Linked DNA regions of Mus musculus: all the other regions are linked to region 3. The links are chromatin contacts, called in public Hi-C and promoter capture Hi-C maps. All regions are on one chromosome and are shown on one strand. Each heading gives the region's core, a stretch centred on a gene start, on an enhancer-like site or on the middle of the called end of the contact. The rest is flanking DNA. Distances are from core to core; before and after follow the strand shown.

The links. Promoter capture Hi-C pulls out the DNA fragments that hold promoters and counts their contacts. Hi-C and Micro-C count contacts between places; a contact is called where the count stands out from the background.
Region 1: a contact with region 3 is called in a promoter capture Hi-C map of pre-B cells. The contact joins the promoter of Hsf2 here to the promoter of Mcm9 in region 3. A contact is called at or near these places in 4 of 39 promoter capture datasets (cranial neural crest, frontonasal cranial neural crest, pre-B cells and 1 more) and 4 of 484 Hi-C or Micro-C datasets (CD4 T cells, the G1E-ER4 cell line, embryonic stem cells and 1 more).
Region 2: a contact with region 3 is called in a promoter capture Hi-C map of pre-B cells. The contact joins the promoter of Gcc2 here to the promoter of Mcm9 in region 3. A contact is called at or near these places in 2 of 39 promoter capture datasets (cranial neural crest and pre-B cells) and 1 of 484 Hi-C or Micro-C datasets (CD4 T cells).
Region 4: a contact with region 3 is called in a promoter capture Hi-C map of pre-B cells. The contact joins the promoter of Ranbp2 here to the promoter of Mcm9 in region 3. A contact is called at or near these places in 3 of 39 promoter capture datasets (frontonasal cranial neural crest, maxillary cranial neural crest and pre-B cells).
Region 5: a contact with region 3 is called in a promoter capture Hi-C map of second pharyngeal arch cranial neural crest. The contact joins the promoter of Serinc1 here to the promoter of Mcm9 in region 3. A contact is called at or near these places in 4 of 39 promoter capture datasets (cranial neural crest, frontonasal cranial neural crest, pre-B cells and 1 more) and 6 of 484 Hi-C or Micro-C datasets (B cells and embryonic stem cells).
Region 6: a Hi-C map of B cells shows a contact between it and region 3, with 5 read pairs. The contact joins the promoter of Ascc3 here to the promoter of Mcm9 in region 3. A contact is called at or near these places in 1 of 39 promoter capture datasets (pre-B cells) and 1 of 484 Hi-C or Micro-C datasets (B cells).

Annotation. Positions count from the first base shown.
Region 1 is chr10:57,485,102-57,487,968 of GRCm38.p6, forward strand. Hsf2 (heat shock factor 2) reads left to right here and starts at 1,284. Exons shown (of 12, transcript NM_008297.3): 1 at 1,284-1,500. The coding sequence starts at 1,408. It overlaps 4930467K11Rik (RIKEN cDNA 4930467K11 gene), which reads right to left and starts at 1,252. Exons shown (of 4, transcript NR_045353.1): 1 at 1,082-1,252.
Region 2 is chr10:58,254,090-58,256,951 of GRCm38.p6, forward strand. It overlaps Gcc2 (GRIP and coiled-coil domain containing 2), which reads left to right and starts at 1,437. Exons shown (of 23, transcript NM_027375.2): 1 at 1,437-1,482; 2 at 1,740-1,793; 3 at 2,731-2,815. The coding sequence starts at 1,477.
Region 3 is chr10:53,628,534-53,631,382 of GRCm38.p6, forward strand. It overlaps Mcm9 (minichromosome maintenance 9 homologous recombination repair factor), which reads right to left and starts at 1,424. Exons shown (of 13, transcript NM_027830.3): 1 at 1,191-1,424.
Region 4 is chr10:58,445,602-58,448,375 of GRCm38.p6, forward strand. Ranbp2 (RAN binding protein 2) reads left to right here and starts at 1,251. Exons shown (of 29, transcript NM_011240.3): 1 at 1,251-1,450. The coding sequence starts at 1,379.
Region 5 is chr10:57,531,085-57,533,804 of GRCm38.p6, forward strand. It overlaps Serinc1 (serine incorporator 1), which reads right to left and starts at 1,445. Exons shown (of 9, transcript NM_019760.3): 1 at 1,273-1,445. The coding sequence starts at 1,311.
Region 6 is chr10:50,591,358-50,594,057 of GRCm38.p6, forward strand. It overlaps Ascc3 (activating signal cointegrator 1 complex subunit 3), which reads left to right and starts at 1,312. Exons shown (of 42, transcript NM_198007.2): 1 at 1,312-1,540.

The DNA of each region.
Region 1 (2,867 bases), core at 34-2,533, 3.9 Mb after region 3:
GCAAAGCCCTTGTCACATAAGACCTCATCAAATATTAGTCTTTTTTTTTAAAATCACAGTTACCCCATCATATATCCCCATCATATATCCAAACAGTGCTGTATGACTGTGTTCAGTATATGCTTACTGAAAAAGTTGTCTGTCTGTCTATCTATCTATCTATCTATCTATCTATCTATCTATCTATCTATATTTCTTGCCATTAGCCCAGGATACCTGGAGCTCACTATTTAACCCAGGTTGACCTCCACTGCTCCACAGTTCTACCTCAGCCTCCAGAGTGCTTGACTTACAGATTCCAGACACTATGATCAGCTATTAAGTAACAAACAAAACAAAACAACAACAAAAAAAGTTTTTTAAAAAATCTTTTTTTCAGAGATCCACGTTATTATAGCTACTCTTCACGGGTAGAAAGTCTTATTGTCAATGAAGAAATGGGAAATTTCGCTCAAGAAGCTGTTCCGAATCACATTTTGCCTGAGGAAACCCCTGTGAGGTACATGCAGAACAATCATTTTGACTCAGATACTCTAAAACTAGACTCGTTGCTTTTGAACTGGGCTTATGACAGGCACCTGATGCTTGCTGAGTTGAGAAAAGCATATAAGATGCTCTTAACAGATGCTGGCTCCTAATAGTACACACACACACACACACACACACACACACACACACACACAATAGCAAGTACTTCACAAATAGGGAACTATTATTCATGCTTCAGGTTTTGATAAAACTGTCCTTAAATGAGCTATTTTTCTCCCCATGAAAAATGTATAGAAAAGCTCATTGTCTTTAAGATAGTTTCAACCAGGGGCCTAGCACATCTGCTCACAAGCAGCTCACTGCCCCATGTGATGTATTCCTTCCTTTAGATTGGAGCAAATTACTCTTCGCCGGTCAAACTTATGAGTCAACTGCCCTTGGGCTTCTCTGCACTCTGCCAGCCACAGCCGGTGCACCCAAACCCTTTCCATGCGAATCCACTAAACAAGGTTTCCCTGGACCCAATATCATTCCCTAAGAGAGTACCCTGCCTAAAAGGTAACAGAGAAGGCTGAACCACTCTTGGGCCCACCCCTCCTCGCGGCAGCAGCCAATCGCTTTGCTCTGTAGTGCATCCGAAGCCTTGGATTGGACTCGCTGAGACCGGGCGCGGGAGTAGAGCGCAGGGGTGGAGCGCGAAGCCTTGTCCATCACGTGCGGCCGCGGGGTCTCTCCGCCTTCACCGCGCGCCCCGCGGCGCCGAGGGGGCGGAGCCCGAGATCCGCCGCGCCTGCGTGGTGTGCGTTCCCCGGAGCAGCAGCTGCTGCCACCGCCGCTGCTGCCGCCGCCGCCGCCGCCGCCGCCGCTGCGACCTCCGCGTTCGGTAGTAGAATTTGGAATCCCTGCACCGGGCTAACAATGAAGCAGAGTTCCAACGTGCCGGCTTTCCTCAGCAAGCTGTGGACGCTTGTGGAGGAAACCCACACCAACGAGTTCATCACCTGGAGTCAGGTAGGGTCGGGGACGCGGTGGCCTCGGGTCCCCCTTGTCGAACCGGCTCGGCTCGGCTCGGCTCGTTTCGGCTCGGCTCGGCTGGGCTGGGTTGGGCTGGGCTGGGCTGGGCTCGGCTTCTCCCGCGGCCTGCGGCGGCGCGCGGCCTCCCCACCTCGCGCGGACCCCCGGCTTTGTGTGCGCGGCGAGCCGGGCCCCGCAGGCTCCGTTCTCCTCCGGCCGCGCGCCGTGGGGGAGGGGCGCCCTGGTAACGGTCCCGCCGGCCCGGGGAGCTCGGAACCGGCCCCGGCGGCGCGTTCTGCACACTCATCCTCAGTCGTCTGCTCGCCGCGGGGCGCGGAGGTCGCGGAGCCCCGGGAGAGCGGGCGAGCGGGCTAGTGAGCGAGCACAGGTCTTATCTAAAGAAATCACCTCCGCGGGGATTGCTTGCCCTGGCGTCTGGGATCTTTTATGATGATAATGGGAAAATGTGCAGACTCCGACTGCTCTTGCCTTGAGCTTTTAAATTTTATTTATGTATTTTATTTATGTAGTTTTAACATAGAAATTTCCCAGTTATTGTTTTGAGACTGGGTCGTTTCTTTAAAATAATTCAAGTAAAAGTGCCTGTAGACTATGCTTAGTAACTTAGCGGCTTGGAGTTAAAAACCGAGTCGTTAAATTTCACAGAATAGTTGCCGGCATAGTGGTTTGTGGTTGCCTTGATCAGTTTGATCCAGATCCTCCTTATAAATAAAGATGACCTTAATCAAGCCCGGTATCTTGCCTGGTCTAAGTTATGTGTTAGATTGATGCGTTGCCTAGGTGACCCAAGACCCCCTCCCCCCAGTTCCACACAAAGATTCTTTGCAGAGTGATTCTTTACATCACTTGTGCCTTTCCTTTGCTAGACTCGCAATGCTTGGATTGTTCAAATCTCTTCATGAAGGGGATCGGCTCCTCTTACTGGAGTTGATGACTTATTCAGGGTATTTTCATGTTCACAGTTTTTGAGATGAGTAAGTGGGAAATACCTAGCTATATGTCAAATAAATGTTATCTCCTCCGTTTCATTTGTGCCCTTTTCTGTTGTTAAAACTAGTTTTCACCCTTGCCTGCTTTTAGGAGGTAACAGCAATAGAATATACCTGATATTTGGACAACTATGTCACTGAATTTTTGCTGAGTATTAGTGCCAAGTTTTAAAAATTTCTTTCTAGGATTTAATTTTCGTGTGTATTGTCACATAGGTGCCCCACCCCCAACCCCTGCTGGTTGTGTAGACTAAGCAATTGATTAATTTGATACATTGGTACAAAGAAGTGAAAATAAAGAAAGGCAGCTAACCAGCATGAACTTAAAATAAACAGACGGCTCATGCTTTTCAT
Region 2 (2,862 bases), core at 187-2,686, 4.6 Mb after region 3:
GTCCACCACTGTAAAACTGAAAAAAATAACTGTTCCTGAAGGATCAGAGAAATAAGAGAGAAGGCACACAGCCGCTTGCTGGGCTGTGTATTGGGACTGAGGACTGACAGGGGGTAATGATTTTCTCCCCTCACGGTATTACCAGGGAATTTGATGTCTTTATATTTTGTAAAGGTCATGCCATATGACTTCCAGAAGCCATGATCAAAACCAACAAAAACACCTGGCTTTTCCCATACGGAACTTGGAAAACGCTCTGGCTCTACTTGGGGGTGAGGGCCCAACTGCTTGAAGGCCTATACCTGCAATTAGTGTATGTCTACACCTGGAAGTAGACAACCTGAAAAACCTGCTGAAAAACACCCTCTCACCTATGAAAATACAACATGTTAATTAATATTCGCCACCAGCGGCCACTTGCTCTGTCCTCTAGTTTATGTTTAGGCCAGGCTTAACTATAGAAAAATATCAGGCATTATTTTAGGGTCTAGGTCAGTCTAAACGTGTTCTATTAGACAATAACAACGAAAATCTATATTGTAGTATCTTCCTTCTCTAGAGTCCTCTGGGGTTTGGATTGGTTTTATCTTCCTTATCTTGCCTTCATCCCCTTGTGAGCAACTACAAGGAAAAAGAAGGCCTGCAGGACTCTTGACAGAACCTGGAATCTCTTTACCCTGTCTTCTCTCATTCGTAACCACAAGGGAGGGCCCTCATCAGACTAGTCACGTGTACCTTCCCACACTGTGACCTCGATGGGTTCTTTGAAGTGAATGCTGGAATTCAGTCTGAGTTATCCTTTTTTATGCAACCAGGGTTACCAGTCTGTGGAATGCTGCCACCCACAGTTACTGGGGGTCTCCATAGCTCAAGTAATCTAATCTAGATAAATTTCACATACATGTCTAGAGGCTCTCTCCTAGATGATTCTAGATCCTTTCAAGTTGACAATATAAACAACACGAGAAGCACCTCAGCCGGCAAATTAATATTTAGCAATACAGAGACAGCATGCCAGCATTTTGAAACTCCTGAGAAAGTAACGGATTCAGTAATTTATTCCTTATTACTACTCACAGAGGAACCTATTTTGAACATGACAGAATTAAAGTCACCTATAAAACTATTTGTTTCACATATGCCTGCTAGTCGGGATAGTTATATTTGTAAAGCACATCTTTAAAAATTAGAAAACGAAGTGATCAAAGGAACGTGTGCTCAAACCTGTCACCTGGCACAGGGTAGTAGTGCAGGGCGACTCAGCGCGTTCCGGCACCGGCCAGGGGACCTGCGCAAAGACGACTTCCTCCCGGACACCAAGGAGGAAGCGGAAGTGCCAGCTCTGCGTAGCCTTGGAGACGCGGGGAGGCGTAGTCGCCTCGTAACGAGACCTTTGACCCGCGCTCGGCAGCCTCGGAGGCGGAGCAGCCGAGACTCCTGAAGAGGCGGTGGAGGCAGCCGCGGGTCGCAGCCGCGATGGAGGTAACGGTGGGCGTCGCGCCGCCCCGCTGGCCCGCTGTGCCGCTCGAGGGGTGGGAGGGCATGGGAGCACCCTGTCCCCGCCCTCGCGCCCAGACCCCCGCCGCGGCGCTTGGCATTGAACCTGGTGCTGGCTCCGGCCGTGGCGACGGCCCAGCTCCGGTCCCTACCGCCTAAAGGGGTCCTCCTCTGCACAGATTTGTTTGGCCGCGCCTTGTACCTGGAATTGGGATGAGCTCTTTTTATGGTTTGTTTTACAGGATTCTGCTCCAGATGCCGTAGCTGCAGCACCCTCCGGGACCCCGAAATCCAAGGTGAGGAGAGCACTCAGCCGCCTGGTTCCCTGTAGCGCATAAGGTTAATGAATCGGAAAACTTTGGCATGGGGAGAATTATTTAAAAAAAAAAAAAAAAAAAAAAAAGAACTAACCTTTCCTCAGGGAGTTTCATTTTAATTTACTTACAGATTTCCTGTTCTTTTTTAAATTTCCTGATGTGCGAGCAGTTTGTTTACTTCCTGCTCCTTGTTAGCACGATGCTGTATTTCAAACATTTAGCTAGTCTGTTTAATGAAAGTTTACACAGTGACACGAAGCCGAGGGGATTAGATAAGAGGCAGGAAGAAGCAAGGAACTATATCCTGTTGGCTCCAGCTCCAGAGTTGAGGGTGGAATAAGGTTGTTCTTACAGCACTGTGCAATGTTTTATGCTAAGTGATTCAGAAAGGTAGGGGCACAATTTATTACCAAAATGTAGTGTTTGAAGACTGATTTCTAGGCATTTGCTGAAGTAACAGATTCTTTCAGGTAAGCTTCCTGAAATACGTATCTTCCCTATTCTCATTCTGCAGATGAGGAAACGTTGTGCACAAAGATTAAGTAATTTTCAGTTAGTAAACCCTAATATTTTAGTTGAAGTCTAAATGTGACCCGATTCACCTGTGAATGTAGTTATGTTGTTAGCTTCCAACAGAATGAGTTCTACAGCTCGAGAAATCTTGAGTTCCAAGCCCTTCTTGTACAGCTAGAGAACTCAGTGTTCTCTGTAAGAGTTTTGTGCTGGGGTTTTGGTTTGATTTTCCATTCACCTAATTACTTTTAGTTATTGAAGTTACGTTTCTCAATTTAAAAAATGTGACTGGCTCAACTGTTTAGAGTGTCTCTCTTTGGTTTTCGGCAGACACTGTGTTTCTTTTGGTGGCCGTACTAAAAGCATGGGTTTTAAAACTCAATAATACGACTCCATCTTTCAGCTAGAAACGTTGCCCAGAGAAGATCTCATCAAGTTTGCCAAGAAGCAAATGATGCTCCTGCAGAAAGCCAAAGCAAGGTGTACAGGTACTGGGTTTAAATCAGAGCTTTTCAGTAGACCACCATGCCTAGCC
Region 3 (2,849 bases), core at 174-2,673:
TGGTTTATATTGGACTTATTTTATTTATGTAACATATATCATCCTCTATAAATACTATGACTAAAGAAGACTAGATATAGTTCAGTTAAAGTTCAGTTTGGCATCCCTGAGGTGGATCACACTGGCTACTGATTCTGCCCTCTCTGAACACCTGCTCAGCTGGGAGGTATAAAGTATAAAGTTGCATCACACTTAAGCCAAGAACACTGACAAGTACAGGAGGCTGGTATGAGATTAAGAGAGTATTTTTCAGAGAATCAGTCAAAGTAAGCCAACACTAAAATACTAAGCGACTTGGTTTTGGTTAGGTAATAGCATAATCAATCAGCCAAGAGTAAAAAAAGAGATTATTTGGGAAAGGGATCATAGTATTTCATGATGTGGATCTTAGCTGGGAAAAAAAAATCACAGCACTACCCTCAAGAGTGACCAAAGGAATATCTTTACGATTTTACAAATACAAAGTGAATGTAGAGCAGAAATCCGAAACAACAATTAACAACATACCCAACTCCAACAGCGCAGAAAGAGGGCGGGCAAAGAATTTTAAGTTCCTAACAGGGGCAGGTTAAATGTTTGCCTAGTTAAACCGGTAAATTACAGTGTTAAACAGACCGATATTTTTTAAACACAGCTTTCTTCTTCTTTTTTTTTTTTTCCAACATCCGTGCAATTAGACAAGTTTATCAACCTATAAACTCAGGCATCCCGTTACAAACTTAAGCCATTTACTGTCTAGGGGAGGGGGGACGATGGTTGTACAACTATCAAATTCTCTCTCCTCTTGCCTCTGGCATCCAAACAAATAAAATGGCTTTGCTTTATTTCATACTATCCACTGCAAGGTGGCGCCAAAAAGAGCAGTTTGGGGATAGAGCCTTGTCCCTCACCTAGGCTCGCGTAGCCCCGCCCCTCGGGAGCTGTGGCCACGCCCCGCGCGTCTCAATCCCGCGTTGCGCGCCATTCGCGGGTGCGCGCTCATTGCGCGCCTCCAGGCCGCCTGGCGAGCGAGAGCCTAGCGGAGGGATGCTTTGGAAAGCATTTGGAAATTCGCTTCTAATCCACAGGTGGTTGGCTGTGGCCTCCCAGCCCTGCGGGGAGTTTAGAAATTAAAGGATGCGGACGAGACCTGACGCTAACCACGGGAGGGAAACGATCCCCCGGGACCTCACGCTGCGGTGGTCACTTACGGGCTCAACACGCACTGTCTTGGTCGCCGGGACCGCGCTGCGGCCGTGGTCGCCCCAGCCCGACCCGCGCGGCGTTGGAGGGGGCGGGGCGTGCGCGCGGCCGCTCGAGGGGGCCGCCTTGCGCGGGGGCGCGCAGGCTTCTTCGCGCTGCTCTCGCTCGGCCTCTGAAGGACTTGAGCTTCCCGCGGACCCCGAGCCGCGCACTGCCTCAACTTTCCGGCCGCTGGGGCTTCTTCCGGGTGCGGACGCAGGCGGGCGCGCGCCAGGACGGACGCTGGAGTCTGCGAGCGGGAGGCGGGAGCAGGGAGAGAGGCGGGACTCGGGGAGCTGGAGGCGGGGTTTGGGCCGGACAAGACGTCTGAGGGGCGGGTCTCGGAGGCATGGGGCGGGGTTTGAGCGGGACACCGGCTTCGAGGGCGGGTTTAGGGTGAAGTGGATAATTCAGGCTGGCAGGAATTCCGCGGATTGGTGATGGGCGAACGCGGGGTGGAGACTAGGGCGGAGAGAAGGGGAACCCTGGTGACGTATTAGGGCGGGATGTGGGCGATCTGGGACTCGACTTTGGTTTGCACCTTCAGATATCTTAGAACACAAGTGATTTTGTTGTTTTTTTTTTGTTTTTGTTTTTTTTTTTTTTTTGGGTTGGCGATGTATTTAAGGAATCTGCCTACTTCCACGTCACAATATTTTCCATTTCGTGTAGTTCTCTGATCCATTTCGAGCTAAATTTTATAAGTGGTGTTACGGTTTTGTGAAGTCACTTCTACTTTAAATCCTCTGACTGCACATCTACCTATCAGCAATTTTTATTAAATCAAATCAGGCAGCTGAGGGCAAAATTGGATATAAAAAATTCATTATCTGGCCGGGCGTGGTGGTGCACGCCTTTAATCCCAGCACTTGGGAGGCAGAGGCAGGCAGATTTCTGAGTTCGAGGCCAGCCTGGTCTACAGAGTGAGTTCCAGGACAGCCAGGGCTACACAGAGAAACCCTGTCTCGAAAAAACAAAAACAAAAAAGAAATTCATTATCTTGACCCCAACTCAGCTTCAGCAAGAGAGTCATGTCAGCACGTGCTGCCACCGTTCATGTTCCCTGATCTCAAAATGTCCCTAGCTCAACTAATAAGTGTTTTTCTGAACTTCAAATTGTTCCTGAAGACTTTCTACATTAGAGCCTAAGGGTGTTACTTCCTAGGGCCAGGCCCTCTTTTTACATCAGTTAAGGATACAATGTCTCAAAGACATTCCTACTGGTCAATCTGATACAGGCAGTTCCTTAATTCAGACTCCCTTCTCAGCTAGGCATGGTGGCAAAGGCCTTTAATTCTGGCAGGTTGATCTCAGTGAGTTTAAGGCCAGCCTGATCTACAAAGTGAGTTCCAGGACAGCCAGATACATTTCAACAAAACAAAACAAACAAGCAAAAAAAAAAAAAATCTCTTTTCTGAGGTAATTCTTGGTTAAGGCAAGTTGACATTTGAAATTAAGCAGTACACCTGTATGATACATTGGTTCAATCTTAATGATTTTATGTCCCTATAAAAACTTCACACATTGGAGCACTATTAGTACATTGGACCACGGAAGGGGAGAAACTGGACCATAGCCACTCATAGTTTGTTCCAGGATAAACTGTTCTCTCCTTTTGAGGTAAGGGT
Region 4 (2,774 bases), core at 1-2,500, 4.8 Mb after region 3:
TCTCTCTCAGGAAAAGCTGAGAGAAGGGAGATGGGGGAATATGTATCTGGGGAGGAGGGAAGCAAAGAGCCAGGATGCTGGCAAGGGGGCTTTGAATTGTATAACAAGTACTTGTAAGTATGGACTGGGGAGCCTGGGGGCTAGCGCAGAGCTGTAAATCCATTTCTGCCAGAGGTAAGGGAAATTACTCCTTTGGTAGATAGGAAACAGTTTCACAAGTTACTAAGGAATGCAGGCTTTTCCTAACCACTAGAAATCCTCCACAGTCCAGACTGAGTCTAAGTTAGATCCAATTTTGGAGTCAGTGGCATTTTTGGGGGATGGGTGGGGTACCCTTTGTATCTGACAATAAGGTATTTAACATCTGGAACTGCACCACTCTAACCTCTCCACTGCGGTTTTGATCAGTCTTTGCAGACAAAGGTTCTTTTCAGCAGTTGTCGTTTACGACAGTTTATTCACAATCTTGAGACTATTACTTAAAACTTTGTGTGTGTGTGTGTGTGTGTGTGTACATGAGGACGTGTGTGTGTGGGTTCTACGGGGGTCAGAACCCGGATTTAGATAGATGCCCTGGAACCGGCTGCTGAGAACTGAACTTCGGTCCTTCAGAGGACCAACAAGCACTCTTAACTGCGGAGCCATCTCTCTAGCACGAAGAGATTATTACTTTTAATATTCTAATATAATCTGTTCTGCTCATTGTTAAGTCACAAAACAGGCCCCTGAAGGCAATTGTTGCTGACAGCGTCCTAACGGCCGCCTCGATTCTTACCCAAACAGAAACCTAAAGTCATCATTTCTTAAAACCTCGTGAAGCCTGTTTCTGTTTGCCAGGAAAGCCACCACTTCCTCCTCTGCCCCTAACCGTCAACTACCCCGTGAGGTGCATCTCATCACGTAACGCTAATATTTCCACTCCGATTTATCTAAGCATAAAGACACTGTTCAACCAATATTAACCTTTATTCTGCTGAAACCGGAGGCAATGACGACGTTTGTCTCTTTAGAAGGAAATCAAGTGTTGACCAGATGCAGCACCCGAAAAGGTCGGATTTATTAGGGCACTGCCATTTTAGGTCCGCTTTGTGACGTAGCACCAGTGAAATCTATAAAGCCTTTCCCGGGGAAAGGGAGTTCGTCTCGATCGTTTGCGAAACGGTCACGTGGTCTGGAGCGCGGGCGTGGCGGGGTGACAGCGAGCAGGCGCTCCAGGCCGCAGCGCGGCGCACAGTGATGACGCGCGCCGCACGCCCTGTGCCCATCCGTTCGCGACGGAGCTGCGTCACCGGTGTTCGGCGCTCACCTCCTGGAGCCCGCAGTCGCTGTAGGCCCCAGGGCTGGTCTGCCGCTCCTGGGGAGCCTGGTCCGCGGCGCGATGAGGCGTAGCAAGGCCGACGTGGAGCGGTACATCGCCTCGGTGCAGGGCTCCGCCCCGTCGCCCCGAGAGGTAAGCGGGTCTGGTCCGGTGGCGGTGGCGCCGGTGTCATGGCTCCCGGCGGCCTCGGCTCCCCGCTGGAGTGGAGGCGGTCGCGGGCGGCGTGGCGCTGCTGAGCACCGGAGGCGTGGGGACTGCGGCCGCCAGCGTTTCCTCTTCATGGCTATCCGCGGGCCCACTCGGGCCTGGCTTCTTCGGCCTCCGCTCCGTAGGCCGTCGTGGGGCGCTCTGCGGGGTTCGCCCGCCCGCCCGCCCGGCGTCGTCGGTCTCCCGGATAGCTAGGCCCTGTCACGGCTGCCGTGTCTCGGGGGGAGGCTGACACCGCGCGGCGGTGGGCTTGCACGGTTGTGTGGGTGGCTCCACGGACGAAGCAGGGCGGGAAGGAAGGGCGCGTCAGCATAAACGACACGGAAGGCCCATAATTTAAGTCTTCTAGTGCTGTGCCCCGCTTCCCCAAACCCCTTTTGGAGGCTGCTAGTCGGAATTCCTTCTAGGCGGTAGTTGCAATACCTTAACATTTCTAACGTTATTTCGCAACGTGTTTTGTGTGTGTGTGTGTGTGTGTGTGTGTTTAAGATCATTAACGTTGTGTTTATTTTGGGTTCTTAAAGAGTGTTGGCCGGTGGAGAGAGATGTACAGAGGCTCTACAGTCAGTTATTTTTTGGGCGGGGGAGGGGTGTGTTGAACAATCAAGTTCTACCATTGGTAAACTAACTTGGTACAGTATAGACTCTTCATCAGTAAACGGCATTTTGACCTTGTTAGTGTTATTTAGTGTTACCGAGGATGATTCGTGTTAACATTTAGGGCAGACTTTGAGATACAAAGAGTCAGAGGGCTTCAATTTTTGTTTACAAACGCCCAATTCAGTTGTGTATATATATATATATATATATATATATATATATATATATTTTACATTCTGTCTCTGAGGGTTTTATGGTCATCTATATAAACCAAAGTTCATGAACATACAAGTCAAATGGCATAATTTTTGTTGTTGTTGTTGTTGTTACTTAAAGTCTCTTCTTTAGATGGCTTCTGCAGGTTAAATAATCCAGTCCAGCAAATCTACAACCCCTCCCCCAAAGCGATTTTAAAAGTCTCAAGTTCATTTAGTGCTGGTATGCCCAAAGTGGGAAATTTTACACCCAGTTTCCTCTGATGGATCAAAATCAGAATGCCATGGTACAAGAGTTATATGAAAGTGCTTTTGGGTTTCTGTCTATAAGGTGTACATTTTAGATAAATGTGTTTATATTAGATTTAGGATTTGTTACCAGGATATCTAACATGCTTGAAGATATTTAAAAATCTAAAAAAACAAGACCCTGA
Region 5 (2,720 bases), core at 195-2,694, 3.9 Mb after region 3:
TAGTATTACAAATTAAATAACTCAACATCCTAACAAACAAACCAAGGAAACATTTTATAATAACTACTTACAATTGTTATGTGTATGCATATGTGTCTTATGTGTGGGAGTATGTGCCCATGGGAGCCAACTGTCAGTGGAGAGTAGACAGGGGGTGTGAGATTCCCTGGAACTGGAGTTACAAGCAGTGAACTGCCGAATGTGTGGGTGCTGGTAACTAAACTCCATAATCTAGCAAAAGCAGCAAGCTGAGTCATCTCCCCAGCTCCTATTTATTAAGTTTTACTACACTTAATTTTGCCTTCTGTATAAAGGGGTCAACAGACTCAATTAGGCTCTCCGAGGTCAAATTTCCTTATCCAACTGCAAATAGCAAAATATAAGGGAATAGCTCATTGGACTTACAAACAGTATTGAGTAAAAACTAAGCATAATTCTCGTCATATCATACCAAAGCAGTTTTCAAATGATGAGGCATGTAAACTAGCCAGTACATTGGTTACATATACACAAAGGGATGATTTAGTTAAAAAAGATTGTTCCGAGTTAAACTTAGAAATCATTGGCCAAAGAATAAGATTTGAATCCAAATACCTCACCCAAAGCAATGAAGCTTTTTATTATAAACTGCTCTGCCAATGTTTTGTCTATTAGAGAACGGGGTCATCTGTGCCATCTGGTTTACGAAATCTTGCCACTGTTCTAGAGGATTGTACTGCCTCACGAAAATGCAACATACCCTTCCTATAGCATCAACTTTCAGATTGCACGTTCATGTTTTACGTCAAAAAAAAAAAAAATCAGTACCCACAGACCTGAACACCTTTTCTAGAAACATAAATTTGGAAATATAAGAATCAAAGCAAACAAAACCGAAAAAGGTACGTAGTAAGGGAATTTGACTTCTGTATTAAAAACAAGAACAAAAAAAACCCGGTAAGACTACGTCGACACTTGTCGAGATGTCCCAAATAACGGGCCCGACTCCCTGGCGGCTGCGTGTCAGAACAAAAGAGGCCTCCGGGAATGACAGTGCCGCAGTGCGAGGTCGCCGGAATCGGGGTGACAAGGAGAAACTCAGTGCCCGTGGGAGGAAGGAGCTGGAACGGCGACGGCCGAGGCTCCCACGAGAGAGAAAGCCATTGCTCGGGAGACGCCCCGCTCCGCCCGGCCTCACCCTCACTAGGCTCCAGCCCCGAAGCGGAGCCGCAAAGACCGGAGGAGGGCGGATAAACCCAGCTCGCACGGGCCGCGAGCCCCAGGTCGCCTTACCCAGCTCGCCACGGAGCACAGCCCCAGAACGCTCCCCATCGCCGCCGCGTCACCAGCTCGGCGCGTGCCGACAAGATGGAGACAGCTTCTTTCGTCCTTTTTCTGGGCTTATTTACTGTCTGGCAGGCACTTCCGGCGCAGACGCACAAGCCCCTCAGCTTCGCGTGCGTCACTTCCGCTCAGACCTGGACCCGGTGACTGCTGCCGGGCGTGCGCAATGCGCCGAGAGGAAGGGCGTGGTCTTCAGCGATGCTAGATTTGTGGCTTCATGGAGTGGGCCTACTTTGCCAAGTAAAGAAGACTGTGTTAGGGAAGGCCTCTGTCATTGTCTTGAATTTGGACGTTAGAAGAGCTACTGTTACTGTTTTTTGGTTCCTCTTGGGATTTAGCCATCTCATTTCCACTAAAGTCCCCTTTTTAGTTTTGTTTTCTTTGTTGTTGTTCTACTAACATACATATTTTACTCCTGCAGCCACTATGTGGAACAAGTTTCACTGGTGTGTGTATATATGTGTGTGTGTGTGTGTGTGTGTGTGTGTGTGTGTATGTATGTTATATATCATATATATACATATATGTATGTATATATGTATATAATATATATCTGTGTGTACATATATATGTGTCCGTATATATATATGCGCGCGTGTGTGTGTGTGTGTGTGTATGTGTGTGTGTGTGTGTGTGTGTGTGTGTGTGTGTGTATTTCCCCCGCAAGTTTGGGCCTTTCCGTTCTTTTGTTTACTATTGAGACACATTTTAACATGTACTTGAAAAAGGGTTCACTTAGTTAAGACATTTATTATAGTATAGGGGTTTATTAACAGCTATCCGGACATACAATTGACATCCTTGTTTTGATGTGTATGTTTGGGCTGTGTTCATAGAAAAGTGTCGATTCTTATTTTTCTGTAATTTGCCCTTGAAAACATTCCATGAGAAGAGTTTGGTACACAGACATCACTTTGAAATACCCATTACTATAAATATTTTAAAATAAAGATGTCTCATAAAATTGACAAAAAACGCATATAGAGGGGTGGAGTAACCCTTATCAATCTGGCAGAACTACAACTGTTAACTAACACAGACCAAAGAGTGGGGATAAAATTGAAAACAGAAGATAATCAGCCTGTGTGTTTTGAGCATGCAAATCTGTAAAGTCTCTGGTATCCGTTCCCTAGTATTTGGAAGTTCAAGATTCAAAAAACAAAAAACAAAAAACAAAAAGAAAAAAACAGAACACACAGAGCTACAAAATGTTCAGTGAGTCCATTTGTAGTTGGAGATAGATATGGAAGACTGGGAACCATTGTAGTTACAAGAGTCCTGAAAGTAGAGCCCAACATTTCAAGACATAAACTATCACGTAGAGGCTATTTGTACCTCCTCTGATTGATAATGTGACCTCTATACTCTTTCGCCCAAGTGTAAAACTCTGTTTTCAG
Region 6 (2,700 bases), core at 62-2,561, 3.0 Mb before region 3:
CCTCTTCCTTCCCTGCCTGCTTCATGGAAATGCTCTCTCTGTTTCTGAAAATTCCACAATTATGTATCTCAGATTAGCAAAATATTTCTATGCCACTCACATCACCTCTGCTTGGATTCTCAGGTGGCCTTCCCACTTGGGAATATCTGCCTCTGCTTTTTTACTATAATGAATTTGCTTTTGCTTAAGTCTCTTCTGTATCTCTCCTAGAATTCTTTCTCTAGTGAGACCAAGAGTCTTTGGGATCACCAGTTGTAGTTTGGTGATAAAATGAGTTAGACTGTAAACGCTTGAAAGGCTACATGCGACTGGACTAACTTTTAGCAAAACCAGCCAGTAATTCTCCTAAAATGCGTCTCCCTCCCCCCAAATCCCTATTATGTAAGCATTCAGCATCTACTTAGAAAATGTAGAGACTGGGAACTTAGAGAAATGTAGAGACTGTGATGGTCATATATTGCTTCTACAGTGCATTTAGTTCCTTGGATTGTATTAGAAGGGACTCTCAGAATGTGAAGGGTTTTTGTTTGTTTTCCTCATAAAGTTCAGGTCATACCAGACAAACCTTTATCACCAGATGGGTCTTTCATATTGCTGACAGTCCAGTAACTTTTCCTCTTAGTGAATCTTACCAAGTTTCATTAATACTTCATGATTCTTTTCATCTGCGTTATCTCATTTTAATTTCTGAAATGCTTCTATCGCTATTGAGGTCTTCTTACCTCAGTCTGGTATACAGAACTTCCAGTGGGTTTGGCAAGTTATGTTTATTATTCAACCAATGCTGCTTCTATAAAACAGGGTTCTGGTGAGTTTTAGGACAACTGTCTCGGGAAGAATGGGCTGAAAGGGTAGGATGACAATGCATACCACATCTGTATCCTCGCTCATCAGTTCAAACTTAACAACAATGCAGTTTTTTTAGGCTAGCTTTTCTAAATTTGCCAGTCGCACCAGGCTATCGTCAGATGTTTTGTTTCGAAGGTCAGAAACAACTTCAGAAGTACAAAGTGGAGAATAATGAAACTCAGGGAAATCGAAACTTGAGCCTAGAGCAGGTGGGCGGAACCATCTAGTAACCACGGGACTGTGACTCACTGGTTTCTGCCTTCAATAGGAATTAATTACTCGGTGCCATTATCAGAACCAAGCGGGGATTAGGGAGTCGGCCGGAGGGAACCAAGAGTCGGACCACTAAAACTGAGCTGAAACTTGCTAGCGTGTACGCCACCCGACGCCAACCCCCGCATGGGCGGGGCCGAGGGCGGCCGGGTGCTGACGTGGCGACGTTGGCGTCGCGGTCGGTGACGTATGGCCGGCGCCCGCCCCGCCCCTCCGTCGCTCGGCGCGGGTGTGTGGGTTTGTGGGTCAGTGCCAGCTGGGCAGCCCTCGCGCGCTAAGGCGTGACAGCGAGCGACCCCCGCCGGCCCGCGTGTGCTGCGGAGGAGGTCGGGGCGCAGCCCTCCGCTCCGCTCCGCCGGAGTGAGAAGAGGAAGCAAACCTCCAGGAGGCCGGAGGCGCGCGTGGCGGCGGGGCTGAGGTGAGCTAGGGAGAGGGAGGGCGCGGGTGGCGGAGCCCGAGTGTGCGGCGGGGCGGGGCTGGTCTCAGAGTCCGGAAGAGCGCGGGTGGACCGAGCTGTCATCCCTCGGCTGGGCGTCCCGGCTCACCTAAGTTTGTAGGTGGGGGTTGGGGTGAAAACTCCAGCGCGATTGCCCACGTGTAAGGACAGAATGGCCACAAGATGAAAAATTTTCTGTTCTAGGCTTAACCTGTTTTTCTCCTCCCTCTCCCCTTATTTATATTACACATTCCTAGCAACGTCGTTCTTCGCCTACATCTGTTGGGTTGGGTTTCCCCCACAACACAGAGGAGCGAGTGCTTTGGGTCCTGGAGTTCAGGGCAGTGGGTGAATTTAACAATCGGAGGACTCTAGAATGTATTTTTTTTTTTTTTTAAATAAAGAAGTGTCTATGCTAAGGGGGTAGATGAAGTGGTTCTTGGTAGGATGCTGTAATTTCCTTTACCTTTAAAAGAAAGAAGTTCAGTCTACTGAGTTTGATATGCATCACAAGTGCAGTCTAATTGCTACCTGTGGTGTGGTTTTTGTTGTTGTTGTTGTTGTTGTTGTTGTTGTTGTTCCTGGATAAAAATTAGAACAGTCAACTATATCTACCCCCTTTTCAGATTCATAAGCTGAAACGTTTGTTTTCTGAGTTTGATTGTTCTCAAATTCCGCTTCTGAGTCTAGGCTGGACGTGCTCTAGCTCATGTTTTGTATTTAGTTTTTCACGTCATGACGATTATAATACTGGTGTTGCGCCGGGCGTGATGGCGCACGCCTTTAATCCCAGCACTTGGGAGGCAGAGGCAGGCGGATTTCTGAGTTCGAGGCCAGCCTGGTCTAGGACAGCCAGGGCTACACTGCCTCAAAAAAAAAAAAAAAAAAAAACCTAAAAAAAAAAAAGGATTACTTTATTCTATGAAACCCACTGCATAAGTAAGCCATCCACAAAGATAATACTGTGTTGCATTAAAATATTCATAGAGATGTCAGTTAAGTGTAGCTTAGTGTTATTTACATGAGTGAATTAATTTTGCAAGACTTAGTTTTCTTGATCCTTGTTGAATAATTTTTTCTAAAAAACTTGGTTCATTCATTAATTCATTCATTTGTTCACTCTTCATTCATTCCCTAGCACT